2 separate regions of the Mus musculus genome follow, and region 1 is linked to region 2. Evidence: chromatin contacts called from public HiChIP or PLAC-seq data. All regions are on one chromosome and are shown on one strand. The core of a region is the stretch at or near the end of the contact, and the rest is flanking DNA. Distances in the headings are between cores, read along the strand shown. Region 1 has its middle 12 kb from the start of Gm42129. Region 2 holds the start of Tmem150cos (transmembrane protein 150C, opposite strand).

Region 1 (4,692 bases), core at 104-2,603, 190 kb after region 2:
GATGTACGGATTTCTCTCTTGTAAGGAAGAGAAAGGAAGCAGACTGTTGTTGAAAAAGTCCTTATCTTCCTGAACCGAAAAGTCCCATCTTAAAAGTACTTGCCTGGCATGAAGGCCCTGGGCTCTATGGCCAGGACTACAAAGCAGAGGAGAGATGCTCAATCAGGATTGTCACAACAGTAAGCATTGATGATGGGCACTGCTGGGATACGGGGGGATTTGACTGTGGTCTGTACAGTAGATAGTAGTCATATGATCATTAAAACTCCTAGTTTGTTGTTGTTTTGAGGTATGTAGGGAATGCACTTGTACTTAGACGTGCAGTTTTGAGATGGAAAGGTGGTGAGTGTGTTGTTAACATCCAGATGGCTTAGGAAAAAGTGCTCCTATGCATATCACACACACACACATGCACACACACACAAGCACATGAATACACACGCACACAAACACATGCACACACAAGCACCACATGCATGCACACACGCACACACACAAACACATGCACACATAAGCACCAACACATACAAACACACACAAACTTACACACACACACACATATACCAAATATTCAAAATTCAACCAGAGGTTTAAAGCTGGCAGTCATAGGTAAAGTTATACAGTGGTTCAATACACCTCCCTTGAAATTTTTTTTGAGCTTGACATTTTTAAAAATTAAAACATAATCAAGAAAGAAAAACATATAAAAGAATCGTCCCAGCTCGGCGGTGAGCCCTGTCCTGAGGAGCTCTGCCGTGGGCCGTGTCCTGAGCTCTGTGGTTAGCCCTGCCCTGTGGAACCACACAAAGCACTGAGACTCAGCCCATCACTGAACATCTTCTTGTTTCTGCTCCTGTATGTTTTCATAGCACCAATGACAATCGTGTCAGCTGGTGTGCAGTGCACTGTCTTACACCAGTCCTCTGCCCTAACCAAGGATGGTGTCCCTAACCAAGGTCCCTGGTGAACAACCCTGATCACTTAGAGATTCTTCTCCACACTTGTCACTCCTCATGCCACAAGGGACTCGGGCAAAGGCAGTGTACCTCGGAAGCAGCCCGCTCTGAAGCAGCCCGCCTGGATGAAACTATTCTTCTTCTGCTTTATTTCATGATCAAAACAAATTTCTGCTGGGCATGTTGGCACACTCTGAAGACTAACACGGGATTACCATTTGTTCAAGGCCAACCTGGGCTTCAGTGAGACCCTGCCTCAAAAGAAAACAAGCTGAGTGTTCCTTCGACTCAGGCTGCGTTCCACTGTTGACAAGAGGGAAGGCAGGCTGCACATAGCTCTGAGCTCGCCTCACACAGCTCAGAGCGTGCCTCTTTCCCAGAGATGAAAACAGATCAGTGCTTGGGGTTCCCCTGGCACCCCTGGAAACAGATGTTCGCTCCTGAGCAGACACAGTGTGGCTGTTACATTCTGTAATTCAATTTTTTCTGGTTGCTTAAAAGTCCAAAAGAGCATTCCAGGTGGGCTCAAAACCCAGCCAAAGGGAATTCTGCTTCTATTCATAACTTGTCTGAGCTTCCAGTAAGTAGTGGGAAGGAAACCAGTCCTAACATGTCAACGTATCTGCTGAGACAGGCAGGCTTGGGAGAGGGGAGAGATCGTTTGCGTGAGTGTGCCAGAGTGCACTCTGGGTAAAGGCATCCTTCTGTCAAGAAGTCAAATAGGAAACGGCTCACTGCCCACCTCCTGGGAGTTGTAAGTCACTGGAAATCAATCATCTCAGGGCTCTGCTAGTCCAGCTCATATGCCAACACTGTACGGGATAGCCTGGGAGACCCTTCAGTGCTTCCCCCACCGTTAATACTGAGTCAGCACTAATTCACTTACAGATGATGCTTACAATCTGTAAAACCTGGTCCGGAAAGTCCCCACCGGGGGCCTGGCACAGGTGTCTGCCATCTGGCAGGTACTTCTGAGAGGCTAGCTGCCGGCCGCTGGCACTTGTCTTGATAGGATACTCCACCTACGCCAGGACTTAGAAGCTGGAGGGAGTTTAGAAGCCAATCTTAGTGACTCGAAAGGTGTTTGCTGACAAAATTTAAAGTCTGCAAAGGGGTAAAGAGATGTTGGATCTTATTTAGAGTGTTTAAAGGAAGCCTCACTGTGTAGCCCAAGCTGGCCTCAAACCCACTATGTTGCCCAAGTCGACCTCAAACTTGCAGCCATCCATCTGCCTCGGCTTCCTGGAATTAAAGGTATAAGCCGGCACTCCTGGATGATCCTTTTTAAAAGCATGTTATTGGGAGGGAGCTGTACTTGTTAATGTGTGTGTGTGTGTGTGTGTGTGTGTGTGTGTGATGTACACGCACACGGAGCCAAAGGCTGGCCTTAGGTCTATCACCTCAGTTACTCTCCACCTTTCTGTTTTTGAGGCAGAGTATTTTATTGAATCGAGAGCTCACCAATCCTGCTACTCGGCTGGGCAGTGAACTTCCTGTATACCTGTCCTTCCCTCCCGCCTCTACCCCTGTGCTGGGTTACAGGCATCAGGCATGAGCCACTCCTCTATGTTTTAAAGTGGGTTCTGGGGATTCAAACTTGGGTCCTCATGCTTGTCCAACAGGCACCTTATAAACTGGGCCACTTCCCAGCCCCACAAAAGCATTTTAAAGGTTTGCATTAATGCTGGTTTGGATGGGTAGGGGAAGGACTTACAAACCCTCAGCTCTAGCAGGGGAGCTACTGGCTCCTGATGGCTGCTGGAGGTGGGAGGATCACTTTTCTTTGAGGAGTGGCTACCGATAGATCACCCACGTCTGAGTGGATGACCCCACCCTCAAACGTGTAAAGGCAGTATAAGACTCTGTCTAGCCTTAGTTTATCGGGACTCCCTGAGTGAACGAACAGCTCAGAGCAGGGAATTGATGCAAAAAGAAAGAGGAATTTATTGTTCCAACATGTTGGGGTCGCCCTGCACATGGAGAGAGAGAGAGAGAAAAAGACCACACACAGCCCATCCAGTGAGCCTTTATACAGTTCTCAAGGCAGCAGCCACTGGGTACAATGTGATTGGCAGGACAATGTGACTTTTAAGCTGATCTGTCTTTAGGGAATGAAGTAGGTGGCCAACAGTCTTGGAATGTGTCTATGAGCCCTGGGCCTCCCGTACCTACAGGTGGCTTGTGGTTGGTCCCTCCTCCCTGTTGTCTGAGGAATGTAATTAGCCCCTCCCTACCAGAGGGGAGGGGCTCCCATGACCTTTCTCTTCCAGGAGGGGAGGGGCCTGGTAGAATTTTCAAAAGTTCCTGAGCTGACCTCTTCAGCAGGAATGGGGAGGGGGTGGGGCGTGTATGGGGGGAGGGGAGAGGAAGGAGAAGATGAAGTTTGGAGGGAGATGTGAGGTGATGCATACGACCAAGATATGTTGTATATATGTGTGAAATTTTCCAAGAATAAAAAAATCAATAAAGGGCTGGAGAGATGGCTCAGTGGGTAAGAGCACCCGACTGCTCTTCTGAAGGTCAGGAGTTCAAATCCCAGCAACCACATGGTGGCTCACAACCATCTGTAACAAGATCTGACTCCCTCTTCTGGAGTGTCTGAAGATAGCTACAGTGTACTTACATATAATAAATAAATAAATCTTAAAAAAAATCAATAAAAATGTCTCTGATAATTTTCCAAGAATAAAAAAATCAATAGAAATGTGTCTGATAGCCCTTTCATGAAAGTTCCCATGTTCAGGTCGGGAAGAGTCATTGGTCAGAGGAGTGGGCTTTATTCTGTACTCCTTTACTTTATGTGTAAAAATTTGGTCGAAAAAAGTGGCCACGATGCTTAGTTTTAATTGTCAATTTGACACAATCAAGAATCACCCTGAAGGCCAGGCAGTGGTGGCACACGCCTTTAATCCCAGCACTTGGGAGGCAGAGGCAGGCGAATTTCTGAGTTTGAGGCCAGCCTGGTCTACAAAGTGAGTTCTAGGACAGCCAGGGCTACACAGAGAAACCCTGTCTTGAAAAATAAAAAAGAATCACCCTGAAAGGAGTCTCAGTGAGGGGTTGTCTAGATTGGTTGGGCCTGTGAGCATGTCTCTTGGGACTTCTCTTGATTACATCAATTGAAGTGGAAAGCCCTACTCCACCATGGGCGGCACCATTCCCTGAGCACCTGGATTATGTGAATGGAGAAAGTGAGGTGAACATTTGCACACATGCATCAATTCATTGTTCTCTGCTCTTGGCTGCGAGTATGATGAGACCAGCTATGTTCACTTCCTATAACCTCGACCACAGGGATGGACCGAAACCTAGGACTGTTAGCCAAATAAGCCCTTGCTCCTTGGAGTTGCTTTAGTAGCTATTTTATCACAGCAATAAGAAATAAGATTAAGGCAATGCCCTGGCATTTGGATAGCAGTGAACACACTTGGCTCCCAGGTCTTGCCCTTTAAGTACTATCGCCCATTAACGGGAATTGGAACTCGGGAGAAATGCCCGATACAAAATGAGAGCAGGAAAGCTCATGCGGAATTGGCAAATGCTATTGTGGGGATGGGGAAAGTGTCTGAACATCAGGGTTTGGGCTAGGGGTGCCGCTCTGAGATAAAGTGCTTGCCTAGTAGGCACAAGGCACTGGATATAATCCTCAGCACTGCAAAGAAAAGAAAAAGCAAGATTGGATGGGAGAGACCAAATGTGGGGTATGAGTCTATCTGCAATCCCTCAAACTGAATAA
Region 2 (4,267 bases), core at 62-2,561:
ATTCCATGTGCTAACACACGTACACACAAACACCCCACGTCCTTTTGTGAGATCTCTGCATACTGGCTGGTTTTGTGTCAACTTGACACAGGCTGGAGTTATCACAGAGAAAGGAACTTCAGGTGGGGAAATGCCTCCATGAGATCCAGCTGTAAAGCATTTTCTCAATTAGTGATCAAGGTGGGAGGGTCCCTTGTGGGTGGTGCCATCCCTGGGCTGGTAGTCTTGGGTTCTATAAGAAAGCAAGCCGAGCAAGCCAGAAGAAGCAAGCCAGTAAGTAACATCCCTCCATGGCCTCTGCATCAGCTCCTGCTTCCTGACCTGCTTGAGTTCCAGTCCTGACTTCCTTTGATGATGAACAGCAGCATGGAAGTGTAAGCTGAATAAACCCTTTCCTCCCCAACTTGCTTCTCGGTCATGATGTTTGTGCAGGAATAGAAACCCTGACTAAGGGGCTGGTAAGATGGCTCAGTGGGTAAGAGCACCCGACTGTTCTTCCGAAGGTCCAGAGTTCAAATCCCAGCAACCACATGGTGGCTCACAGCCATCTGTAACAAGATCTGACGCCCTCTTCTGGAGTGTCTGAAGACAGCTACAGTGTACTTACATATAATAAATAAATCTTTAAAAAAAAAAAAAAAAAAAGAAACCCTGACTAAGACACTGCGTTTTGCCTTACTGGTTTTCTTTTTAGTTTGCTTTGATTTTAGCTTCTTATGAAGAGAGAAATTGGACGTGGGGGTGGGGAAGATCAGGGAGGAGAGAAAGAATATGCTAAAACTTTATTGTACAAAAAATATTTTCTCAGACAAGATGTTTGGCTTTCGATTCCATTCCTGCCATGGAATTCCTAACACCCATAGGACAGAACAGCAGTGTTTTATTCATAATGAACATCTTCTGTTTGTACCAGACTTCATGCTACTGAGGTAACTTTAGGATGAGGCTGCTCACCAGGTGCTTAGACCTCCAGCCTACCTACTTCCGGGAGGTTGGGGGGCAGCTGGGATGGAGAGCCTGGGGTGCACTGAGGGCAAGGGAGCCAGCCCCAGGCCTGCCTTCTTCACCCATGCACCTCTTCCATTTGACTGATCCTGAACTGTATCCGTCACAATAGAATGAGCATTAAAGAACGTGTTCTGCAAGCTATCCACAGCAAGCACGGACGTGTACGTGCACACCCACGAAGAACTGTTAGTGTAAGAAACAAGGAAGTCAGGATTTAGCATAAAACCCCTTTATTCAGTGGCCAGGTCCCAGTGAGTAATGTCAGTATTGGCTGGATGCTGCTGCTGCCGCTGCTGCTGCTGCACACTCTTAAGAACGCAGAGAAGTGTGTCACCGAAAGCTCTTTACTTGGAGTGTGGAGAGTAAAATAAAACCGTTTGTTCTTTGATAAAAATCTTTAAAATAGAAAAGTGAAAAGGAGGAAAGAAGAGAAACCTCATAGCAGTTTCAAAACTAACAGACATCCCCCTGGAGTATTTACGGTAAGACGCCTTTTTTAATAAGAGAATACTCTACTCGAGGCTTTCTCACACCACTGGGGGCTTTTCACTCCCTGCCCTGCCCTGCCCTGTAGTGATGAGTCCTCCCCCTCCTTCTTCACTCTGTCTTCCACTCTGTCGTTTGTCTCTGAATCTCTTTGATGCTCCTCACCTCCACTCAGAAACGAGCAGCAAATCTGTTCATTTGGACATTTACTGTGTGCTCGTGCTCGGCGCTATGCTGGGGGGCGGAGATTTAGCATTTGAACCCTTCCTTGGGAAGCTATACTTCAGGGTGAATTTACAAAACAACGTTTTCCACATTACATTCCGGGCTGTCTGAGCCCCCTAGGAGTTTGGAGAGTTTTTTGAAACAATGTGGGAGGGGGTGCTTGTGACTTGGTTGGGGAGGGGGTGCTTGTGACTTGGTTGGGGAGGGGGTGCTTGTGCACTTGGTTGGGGGAGGGGGTGCTTGTGCACTTGGCACTCTGTTGTTGGCACAGGGATCTAGGATGGCCTTGAACTCCTGCACCTCTGGGCTCATCTCCGAACAGCTTAGCAGTATTGCAGCTCCATTTGTGCCAATGTGATTTGCGGGAGGGCGATGTTTTTAATTTGCTTCTATAACTTCCAAATTTAATTTAAAGTCCCCAGTCCTCAAACTATAAAATTTGAGCAACACACGGATGTTAAAATCTCCCCTGGGTTGGACTAGCAGCAAGAGGGCTAACCTCCTGTCTTTCCTCAGAGCCCTCATACCTTTCACCTCCATGTAGATTTCTTTTGCGATTCTTCGAGAATCTTTTTTTCTTATTATTTCTTCAGATATAAATTAAGCTTGCACGTATACCCCTTTCATACTTGAAGCCAAAACAAGGTTCTTGCCTTTGGTCCACACCTTTGCCCACGAGGCCTACATAGACCCGTGAGAGTGGCACTTCAAAAAGAAAATGCAAACTGGAACTGTGGGTGATGCACTGTGGAAGGAAAAACCAAGCCACGCCCTCTCAGCCGTACCTCGTGCCATTCGCGGCTGACTGTCCCCGGTAGCATTCACGTTTGGAGATCTTCCTCAGGCAGAGTGACTCAAGTCCAAATGCTGGTGGCCGGCTTCTTTCCCGCTCACTCTCTGTAGCATGCTTCTCTCTCTGGATCCACAAAGCCGACCGCTGAACAGTGATGATGTCAGACTGATGGGAAAGCTCTGCCCACGCCTCTCAGGCCACGGCCAGCTTTAGTGCGGGGTGCATGCAGCCAGATGCTCCTAGGTTTCCACTCAAGTTCCCCTCGTGCTCGCCTCAAACCCTTCCAACCTGAAGGCGACTTAGGGAGCTGGCTTGACTCTCACTTTACATTCGGCCGGCCTTACTTTGCAGGAGGAAGATGCCAGGTTGGAACCGGGAAAAGGATGAGAAGCGCAAGGCCTGCTGGGAGGGCGTGGGGGGCGGGGAGGTGGTCATGCACAAGCTTCTGGCTCTGTCGTGCATGTTTTCGGTGTGACAGCGTGTATTTCCATACATGAGGGCTTGTGCTTGTTCAAGAAAGAAGTAACCTGCCCTGAAAAGCTCTTCTGTCAGATATGGCCGTGAGTGTGCATCCGTGTGTGTGTGTGTGTGTGAAAAGCATCGTGAGGTGATGTGTCGAGTCCCGTGAGTGTATCCTCCTGGCCCCTCCCCTGTTGCCACACCCACCGCACCCCCAAGGACAAACTGTTGCTACACCTGATCCGTCTGATATTCAGAAGCTTCTGACAGGCTTTCTGAGAAGCTCAGGAAGTTCTCTTGGTACTCGGAGCACACAATCTCATAGCGGTAGTGCCGGAACTCCACAGCCAGGGTGCCAAAGTACGCCAGGAAGCACATGACCAGGCCCCACTGGACCCTGGCTGCGTACATGTGGATATCTTGGGCCATCAGGATGAAATCTAGGGCACAGGAGTTAAGGAAGGTAATCGGGCATAACCACATTAGTCTTCCCATCACTGGGCAAGCTAACAGCAGCAGGGCTCGCTGAAGCTGATAATTGCATGTGGTATTAGACTGTATTGAGCTGTGTGCCGCGCTGGGCATGCTTCTAGATGTGTTCACAGATGATCTCCTGTAACATCACTGAGAGTCAAGAAATGGAGGCCAAGTGGGGAGCTTGCTGGAAGTCACTCATACAGGCACGAGTTGGTGGATTTACACAATCCACCAATCTTGGCCACCTATCACACCCCCAAGGACAAACTAATGGGCTACACCTGATCGGTCTGATATTCAGAAGAGGGCATTAGGTCTCAGGAACTGGAATTATGAGTGGTTATGCGCCCCACATGCATTCTGGGAACTGAACCCTGGTCCTCTGAAAGATCAACCGTGTTCTTAACCATGGAGCCATCCTCTCAGCTTCCATGGAGCTCATTTAGCACCCACATGGTGGCTCAAAGCCATCTGTAATTCCAGTACTAAATAAAGCACGATGCCCTATTATGACCTCCAAAGGCACCAGGTATAAAGTTGGTTCACATATATTCAAGCATGCACACATGCAGGCAAAGCAGTCATACATGTAAAAATAAACTTAAAATCTAAAAACTTCTGAAAAAAACCCAAAATAATCTCAAAAGACCAATAAAATATTAGATGACAGTCCTTTCCCTAAATGTGTATATACCCATATCAAAGAAATATATATGTGTGTAATACATATAGTGTGTGCACACACATATGACCATGGATATGGAAGTATGGGGGCTGAGCAGAGAGCAAAAGCTCACAGCATGTTTTGGTGAAATACAA

The links. HiChIP or PLAC-seq counts read pairs in DNA pulled down with a chosen protein or histone mark.
Region 1: an H3K4me3 HiChIP or PLAC-seq map of embryonic basal ganglia shows a contact between it and region 2, with 4 times the contacts expected there. The contact joins the enhancer-like site here to the promoter of Tmem150cos in region 2. A contact is called at or near these places in 7 of 39 promoter capture datasets (the 3T3-L1 cell line, the HPC-7 cell line, cranial neural crest and 2 more), 4 of 484 Hi-C or Micro-C datasets (epidermal suprabasal cells, hematopoietic stem and progenitor cells, neural stem cells and 1 more), 11 of 115 datasets of contacts at active chromatin or transcription factors (craniofacial prominence, double positive thymocytes, embryonic basal ganglia and 7 more) and 1 of 9 other capture datasets (adipose tissue).

What each region holds. Positions count from the first base shown.
Region 1 is chr5:100,265,513-100,270,204 of GRCm38.p6, forward strand. It overlaps the pseudogene Gm8091. Among named protein-coding and RNA genes, the nearest start is that of Gm42129, 12 kb to the right of the region's middle. Within about 2 kb of position 1,354, at least 23 of the 459 cell types and tissues checked have an H3K27ac peak or open chromatin away from gene starts, as enhancers often do.
Region 2 is chr5:100,076,651-100,080,917 of GRCm38.p6, forward strand. It overlaps Tmem150cos (transmembrane protein 150C, opposite strand), which reads left to right and starts at 1,312. Exons shown (of 5, transcript NR_045993.1): 1 at 1,312-1,490. It overlaps Tmem150c (transmembrane protein 150C), which reads right to left. Exons shown (of 8, transcript NM_001382851.1): 8 at 1,222-3,411. The coding sequence ends at 3,203.